2 separate regions of the Canis lupus genome follow, and region 2 is linked to region 1. A link is a contact called in public Hi-C data. All regions are on one chromosome and are shown on one strand. The core of a region is the stretch at or near the end of the contact, and the rest is flanking DNA. Distances in the headings are between cores, read along the strand shown. Region 1 holds the start of BAZ1A (bromodomain adjacent to zinc finger domain protein 1A). Region 2 holds the start of NFKBIA (NF-kappa-B inhibitor alpha).

The links. Hi-C and Micro-C count contacts between places; a contact is called where the count stands out from the background.
Region 2: a contact with region 1 is called in a Hi-C map of blood, with 2.4 times the contacts expected there. The contact joins the promoter of NFKBIA here to the promoter of BAZ1A in region 1. A contact is called at or near these places in 2 of 9 Hi-C or Micro-C datasets (amygdala and blood).

The regions. Positions count from the first base shown.
Region 1 is chr8:13,855,491-13,859,638 of UU_Cfam_GSD_1.0, reverse strand. BAZ1A (bromodomain adjacent to zinc finger domain protein 1A) reads left to right here and starts at 2,480. Exons shown (of 27, transcript XM_038544479.1): 1 at 2,480-2,618; 2 at 3,141-3,311. The coding sequence starts at 3,199.
Region 2 is chr8:14,264,063-14,268,210 of UU_Cfam_GSD_1.0, reverse strand. It overlaps NFKBIA (NF-kappa-B inhibitor alpha), which reads left to right and starts at 2,328. Exons shown (of 6, transcript XM_038544496.1): 1 at 2,328-2,682; 2 at 3,263-3,371; 3 at 3,715-3,925. The coding sequence starts at 2,456.

The sequences.
Region 1 (4,148 bases), core at 1,231-3,730:
TAGTTTACAATACTTTCAATTTTTTCACACATGGTCTTATTTCATGACAGTATCCTTAACTACTTCCTGAAATAGCGATGAGCTTTTCATTCTCAAAAGCCTAGAAGTAGTAATAAAGAGTTAATCGTGATAGCAAAATATGAAATAAACATCTTAGGTAACTTTCAGTAATAAATGTGTAGGATAACTTTAAAAGAAGTATGATTTAGGTCTGCCTGGGTGGCTTATTCCATTAAGTGTCAGCCTTTGGCTCAGGTAGTGATCCTGGGGTCCTGGGATCCAGTCCCTCATCCAAGTTCCTGTTCCACAGGGAGCCTACTTCTCCTTTGGCCTCTCTCTCTGTCTCTCATGAATAAATAAATAAAACCTTTAACGAAATAAACAAAAGTAGTATTATTTTGAGGTAACTTAGTCTATCAATTTGATCAAGTAGTATAAACACATCAAAACTAAATTAATATGTTAATTATAATTTACTAAATATATATTATTGTGAATTAACAATGAACAACTGTATAACATTATTAAATATCACAAATCATTAAAATAAATGCTATGTATGTAACTCAGAGAATTGAGTAATGTTAGTATCGTAGTATTGGTATCAGCATATGGTAGTAGGGAAATAGTATTCTGATAATGTAGAATAAAATTTCAATTTTAAGTTAGTACTAAAAAGAATCCAATTATCTAAAAATCTGTATCTAATAAAAATAAAATCACCATTTTTGATCATGATTTTAACAAAATTTTAACCTCATCAAATAGTGAGCTCTAAGGCCCTGAGGGATGACGTATCGAAGTGTTGAATAGTGATTCACACATATTGTACACCTGAAACTAGTATTACACTGTATGTTAACTGGAATTTAAATAAAAACTTAGTGAGCTCTAAGAAATACAAATATGATATATTCAGGGAAAATTTCCTGTTTTTAGCTTAACGGATAAGCTGGGATTTTGGATTGTGAGAGTGATGCTTCATTAGCACTTGTAAATTTATCCATCCTCCATGTTCCCCCTTTGAGATTATATTTGTAGGTTCTAAATTTTTCACCTGGAAAATTAAATACTTTCTAGGTAGGGAATTTTAAATTGTCACTCAAGTACAAGGCCACTTTAAATGACTGCATAATTTTTTTTGAAGAGTTTATCCAGACTAAAGAATATAGTTGGTTCTGAGAACATTTCCAAGCCTCTGTGACTTCTATATTCAGACAGTAAAGTGCATCAATTTTATTAATGACTTTTAAAACACTCAAAACATATTGTCTTCCACAAAAATTCATTTTGCTAGCTGCCATAAAAGTACGTTGAAAGAAGTTAAAAAATTATAACTCTTGCAATTTGAACAGATTCCTCACATTTTTTTCCTATGTACAAATGTCCTTAATTTCAAGATAAAAAGATGATCCCACATTATAACTATAACCATTTCACGGTATTGGTAGTTGTGTCCTTTGTTGAATGGCCGTTCTTCAAACTCACTGTCTTACAGATTCATTCTTACATGTTAATCCACAAATAAGCAAACGTCAAGGGCAGTAGCAAAAAAGACCATTTTACACAAAGCTGGCAAACATTTGGAATCACTTGTAGTTTGAAAAATTCCTTTTAATTCAAAAGTCACATTTATTATGTGAATTAAAATTAGTTTCACAAATGGAAATTGTGGATATGGGAAAGTTGCTTAGGGGAAATTTCACTAGTAAATCCACAACCTTTAAAATTCTGTGTGATTGAATCGAATGTTGATACTTTGCAAAATGTTTTCATTGGCGTATCACAAATACTACTTTTTAAAGGTGTATTTAGTTTTTAGTTTCAAATATGTGGGAGTCCTACAGGCATGATGACATTTTCTAAAAAAGACTTTTTTGGTCTTTTCCTCTGCCAAGTCTTTGGCTGAGTTGCCCTCTTTAAATATTAACGAGAACTGCTGTCAAGAAAGGTATTTTCTTTTCAAGAAGGATGTTTACACAAGCAAAATATGTTTTTAGACATGCAAATTCTTTCTGAGGAAAATATCAAAATACTTTCTATTTTTTATTCCTCACTTCTCTTCCCATCTTTAAAATAAAAGTTAAATCTTAACTGGGCTCCTTCCCCCACCGTGAAGCCAAGCGATGGTGCCAGACTTGAAGATGAAGGCTTTACTTTGTTAGCCATGTGTTTATGCAAGCCCAGCGCCTTCCCTAGATCTCTCGGCTGATAATCTCAAACATGGAGGATGCTTCTGATTCTACACAAGGGGTTGCTCCATTAATTAATAATGTAGCTCTCCCAGGCTCTCCGCCGTCTCTTCCTGTATCAGTGACAGGCTGTAAAAGTCATCGAGTAGCCAATAAAAAGGTAGAAGCGAGAAGTGAAAAGCTCCTCCCAACAGCTCTTCCTCCTTCTGAGCCGAAAGTAGATCAGAAACTTCCCAGGAGCTCCGAGAGGCGGGGAAGTGGCGGTGGGACGCGATCCCCCGCGCGGAGCCAGGCCGTGGCAGCGGGAGAAGCGGCGGCGGGCGGCGCGGCGGGGCCGGCGAGAAGCGACCCCCCGGCAGGACACAGGCTCCCCTCGCCGCCTTTGTAGTGGAAAAGGTGGAGAAGTGGCAGTCGGCGTGCTCGCAGGTGAGGGGCTCCGTGTGGTCGTCGGGAGCCGGCCGGCGCCGACAGGGAAGTGTAGGCGAGCGGGGGAACAAAGCGGAGCGGCGCCGGGGTCCGCCCGCAGCGAGCTCCTCGCGGCGTCGGGCCGGCCGGCTGCGCGCCAAGCACGTTGCGAGCCCGAGGCGGCGGCGGCGGCGGCGGCGGCGGCGGCGGCGGCGGCGGCGGCGGGCTGGGAGCCGGCGCTGGGGGAGGGGGCCGCCGCCGTTCCCGCACCGCCCGCCCGCCCGCCCGCCCGCGGCGGGGCGTGCGGCCCCATTGTGAGCCGGCCGCCGGGCGTGCGGAGGTGGGGCGCGCTGGGAGGGCAGAGGCGGCGGCTCTGCGCGCTCAATACCCCAGGAGCGGCAGGAGCGACCTCGGCTCCGGTGGCAGCCGCGGCGCGTCAGTCACACAAAAGGCAGCCGAGCTTCCCCCGGCGCGCGGACTGGCCCACGCCGCGGCCGAGCGCTCCCCACCTTACCGGCTTTCCTTTCCCTCCAATTCTGATAGGGAAGCGGGGCCGACGCGGGCGGCCGAGGGTCCGGGTGAGCCCGCGGGCGGACGGGAGATGCCGCTGCTACACCGAAAGCCGTTTGTGAGACAGAAGCCGCCCGCGGACCTGCGGCCGGACGAGGAAGTTTTCTACTGTAAAGTCACCAACGAGATCTTCCGCCACTACGAGTAAGGGCCGGGCCGCGCGCGGGGGGTGCGAGGGAGTGTGGGGACTCCCTCCCCGGCGTCCTTTTGTCTCTCTCTTCTTTTCCTCGCCTTGGGCTTCTGGCGGGGCGACTCGCAAGTGACGGCTGGCCGCGGGCCCGCGTTTCCCGGCCCCCCGAGCCCGACCCGGGGACTGCGCGGGGTCCCCGGGCGGCGCGACCGGCTGAGGCGCGCGTGGGGAGAGCGGGCCGGGGCCGCGGAAGCTGGGGTCCTCGGCCGGCCGTGGGGACCGCTTCTAGCAGCCGCTGCCGCCCGGGAGCCGAGCAGCGGAAACTCCCCGCCTCGCCCCTCCCCGCCTCGGCCACACGCGCACTCCGGGGCCAGTTCCGGGATCCCCGCCCGGCGGCCGAGGGGATCCCCGCTCGGGTCAGCGGCACGGGGCCGCCGTCCCCCGGCCCGGAGAGGGAATCCCCACCCCCGGGGGCAGGAAACGGCCGGGCCGCGCTTGCTTCCTCGGTCGAGAGTGGAGCCTGACGTTGGGGCTGCCTTAGCGCGGGGAGGGGAGGGGAGGGGAGGGGAGGGGAGGGAGGAGGGGAGGGGAGGGGGCCGAGTTGAGACTTGGGGAAGGAGCCCCCACCCCCAGCCCCCGGCGGGCCGGGGGGCAGCGGGGTCCGGGACTCGCGAGCCATCACCGGCGGCCTCTCGTCCGGTGCGGCTAGGCCTCGGAGTGTGCGACGCAAGCCTAGTGCTCTGTCACCACCTCTTCTGGGTGACTAACTCCCGGCCCCGGAGAACTCAGCGTCTCCGCCTCCGGGAGACCTTGGTGAGGAAGAAGTCGGGTTCGGGCGGGGAGGGGGGGCG
Region 2 (4,148 bases), core at 1,079-3,578, 410 kb before region 1:
CCCTCTATTTTACCTAATGCTTGGAGTAGAAAATATTTTGAGTATCGTCTTCAAAGATTACAGTGCATTCAGCCTCATTTCTACGATGTGTTTTCAAAAGTGTTAATACTACAACTGCTTTGGCCCAATGATTGATACGTTGGAATAGAAATTAGATAAACTGCCATCGGGTGCCTCGGTAAATTTCTTTGCATTTCAGTCTCTTTTGGGGAAAGTAGGAACTATACCTAACAAGAGGAGTTCTGAGAACTAACAGTGTATTGCAGTAAGTGTTGGGAATCCTTCTAAAAACATACTGTGATATTTCTAAGAGACATGGTCACCCTGAGGCAGTTATTATGTATCTGTGGACAAGTAATAAAATTTTTAAGCTGGAGAGAAACCTTAAATGACGTTAAATCCAATGTTATTATAAAAGCCGGTACACCACAGCAAAGTTAACTGATCTCTCCAAATTAATATGTAATTAATTAGAGGTAGAGCCTGCAATTGAGATTTATTTATAGCTGTTGTGCCCTGCCTCAATAATTGTATAGTTTGTATATTATATGCCTGCAGAGACAATGGAGTCTATCTTTGGAAGTTTTCATTATAACATGTGATCATTACTATCCTGAAGGTTGTTGTTGTTGTTTTTAAGATTATTTATTCATGAGAGACACAGACTGAGAGGGAGAGGCAGAGACACAGACAGAGGGAGAAGCAGGCTCCTTGCAAGGAGCCTGATGTGGGACTCGATCCCAGATCCCGGGATCACGACCTGAGCTGAAGGCAGGCATCCAACAGCTGAGCCACCCGGGCGTCCCTATCCTGAAGGTTTTATTTCTTGATTTTAGGGCTTTTATCCCCCCTTATATTTTTTTTATCTCACTCCCCCGACCCCGGTTCCCTAAATTCAGATAGTCGGGAGGAGTGGAGGGAGAAGAGATGAGCAAAGGGTTGGTTAGTATATGGCCAGTCAAGTTAAGATGATTGCAATATAATCACCAGAAATTTCTGCAAAATTATAAAGCCTCCTGGAGCTAGTTCTGAAAAACTCTGACCTGAGTTGCTTCATTTTGCCTGGACCAATTCTAGAGATAGAAAAATTCTGTTAGAGGCTGGTTGGCTAGGAGAATGGGGGTAGGGTGGGGAACGTAAGTTATATTTCTGCAGGTGAAACCAAAGGATGAGGAGCCCATAGGGGCTATACACAGCGCCTGGAGAGGTCCAACTGCTGCCCTCTCCAGGGCAGGAGAGCAGGGAGCCAGCAAGAGGGTAATGTTAGGTTGGCGGGAGGGTGGCCTTCTGTAGGATGCTTTGCAATCTAAACCATCCTTAAGGCCCAATCTTGGGTAAGGCACTTCTCAACCTATTCTTCAGCCTCTTCCAAATGCTTCTGGAAAGACACCGGCTGGGTACCCAGAAGTAGGCTCTGCAGCAGCACAGTGCAAATCAGGAAACATGACCTCAATAATTATTTTGTTCGTGCAGGGCAGCTAGCTACAACCTCTACTACAAAGATTAACACCTTGCTTTACCTGAAAAAAAGTATGGTCCTGTTCAGCGTTTTCGCTGAACACAGGGCAGAGTGCTTGCCTCTCCACCAGTCAACAGGAATGTTAATCCCGAGGAAATGATTTGAGGGTTCTCCAAGCATTTCAATGCCAAAAAATGCCAAAAGCTTTTTGGCTTTTAATGCCAAAGCATGCACAACTTTTACCTGGTTGGGGGGGGGGGGGGGCCTCGAGGGAGTGCTACGTGTGTCCCCGCGCCACAAAGAGCCTGGCATTGGCAGGGTGGCAGAGGCAGCCGGCGACCTTCTAACCCGCCAGTGCGTCCTTCCCCGCAGAAGTTTGGGGAAGCAAATCCCTACGTCCAGCCATCATTTCCACCCGAGTTTTCAAAAGATCAAGAAACGGAAAGGTTGGCAAACCCCAAGGAGGAACTGCCTGGCGGGTCTGCGTTCATTGGGATCTCAGCAGCCGACGACCCCAAGTCGAATCGATCGTGGGAAACCCCAGGGAAAGAAGGCCGCTTGCAGAGGGACAGGATTACCGAGTGCAAGCTGCAGGGAAGTACCGGGGGAGGGGGCCTCGGTCGGGAGGACTTTCCAGCCGCTCAGCGTTCATCAAAAAGTTCCCTGTACATGACCCCAGTGGCTCATCGCCGGGAGTTTCTCTGATGAACCCGGCTCAGGGTTTAGGCTTCTCCCCCTTCCTCCCCCTCCCGAGCAGAGGACGGGGCCAGTTCTCTTTTCTGGTCTGACTGGCTTGGAAATTCCCCGCGCCTGACCCCGCCCCGGAGAAATCCCCTGCCAGCGTTTATAGGGCGCCGCGGCGGCGCTGGCGAGCCCACAAGAGTCGCAGCCAGCGGTCCTGCGTCCGTGACCCTGCGAGGCGAGGCGAGGCGAGGCGGCGAGCGCGCAGCCCGCGGCCGAGCGCACCTGGGCAGCAGCGCCGAGCCTTCCCGCGCCATGCTGCAGCAAGCCGAGCACGCCCAGGACTGGGCCATGGAGGGTCCCCGGGACGCGCTCAAGAAGGAGCGGCTGCTGGACGACCGCCACGACAGCGGCCTGGACTCCATGAAGGACGAGGAGTACGAGCAGCTGGTGAAGGAGCTGCGGGAGATCCGTCTCGAGCCGCAGGAGGCGCCGCGCGGCGCCGAGCCCTGGAAGCAGCAGCTCACCGAGGACGGAGACTCGTAGGTGTCTCGGGGCGGGCGGGGACGCCGCGCCTGCAGCGCGAGGCCGAGGGGCGGCAGCCGACCGGGGTGTGGGCACCGATCCCCCGTACACCCCTGGCCCCGGGACCGCGCAAAGCTGCCGGCTGCGCTGCGGGCAGCAGAGGAGGGTCGGATCCCGGGCTGGCGGTGCAGCAGCCCTGCGCTGCAGCGCGCACCCCCACCCCCCAGCCCCGGTCCGGAGCCGGTCCTGCCGGCGGGGGCGGGGCGGCGGCGGGGACGCGAAGTCCCCGCTTGCACAAGGGGGGCGGGAGCTCCTGCCCCGCGGGCGGGCGCCGGGGGGCCGGGAGGGGAAGTACAGGGCGTTCCGGCCCGGCGGGAGGGCGGGGCGGTCTGGCCGGCGCCCGCCGAGGAGGGAGGGGGCCCGGAAAGTCCCTGGGCGCCTGCCAGGAACACTCAGCTCATAATAACCTCGCGGAAAACACCGCGGCCTCGGCCTCCAGAAACCCCGGCCTTGCGCAATCCCCCGCAGCCCGCGCCTCCCTGGGCCCCACGCGATGCACTCACCAGCCCTGGGGGTTTTTCCCTCTCTTCCCCTTAGGTTCCTGCACTTGGCCATCATCCATGAAGAGAAGGCCCTGACCATGGAAGTGGTCCGCCAAGTGAAGGGCGACCTGGCCTTCCTCAACTTCCAGAACAACCTGCAGCAGGTGCGCCGGCTCGCCCAGCCCTGTGCCTCTGACCCAGTGATGAAGTTGGATCTAGCTCAGTTGCTCCCAATCCTTTCTAAATTAATAATCACTGGGCATTATGTACCTTGACCTTTTTACATTGGAATCGGCCAACGTCCTAGAGAATAAAGAAAATTCTATTGATTTGGTGAGGCCTATGATGAAAGCCCACCTGCGGCCTCTGGCATTTATCTTGCCCTTCATACCTGTCTGGGAGGAGGAGCAGCACCCACAACCAGTAGATCTCCGGAGTTCAAGGGAAGACAGACTCTTGAGTTTGGGCCATGGCTTACCCTCTTTCTATTCCCTCTTGTGTTTGTAGACTCCACTCCACTTGGCTGTGATCACCAACCAACCAGAAATTGCTGAGGCACTTCTGGAAGCTGGCTGTGATCCTGAGCTCCGAGACTTTCGAGGAAATACCCCCCTACACCTTGCCTGTGAGCAAGGCTGCCTGGCCAGCGTGGGAGTCCTGACTCAGACTTGCAGGACCCAGCACCTCTACTCCATCCTCCAGGCCACCAACTACAATGGTATGTCTGCCTGCCCTACCCTGCCCATCAGAAGGCAGGTGACATGGAGAAGGGAGAGGTAGGCCAATGTTAGGAGTCCAGGCAAGAGCTGAAACTCTGAATACTTGAAAGGTTGAGAAAATATGCATGCAAAAGGTCTGTTTCATGCCTTGATAAAGTTCATTCAGAGCCCAGATTCTGGGTTCTCCAAATTCAGAATTTATTCCCTATAAGAATAGACAGA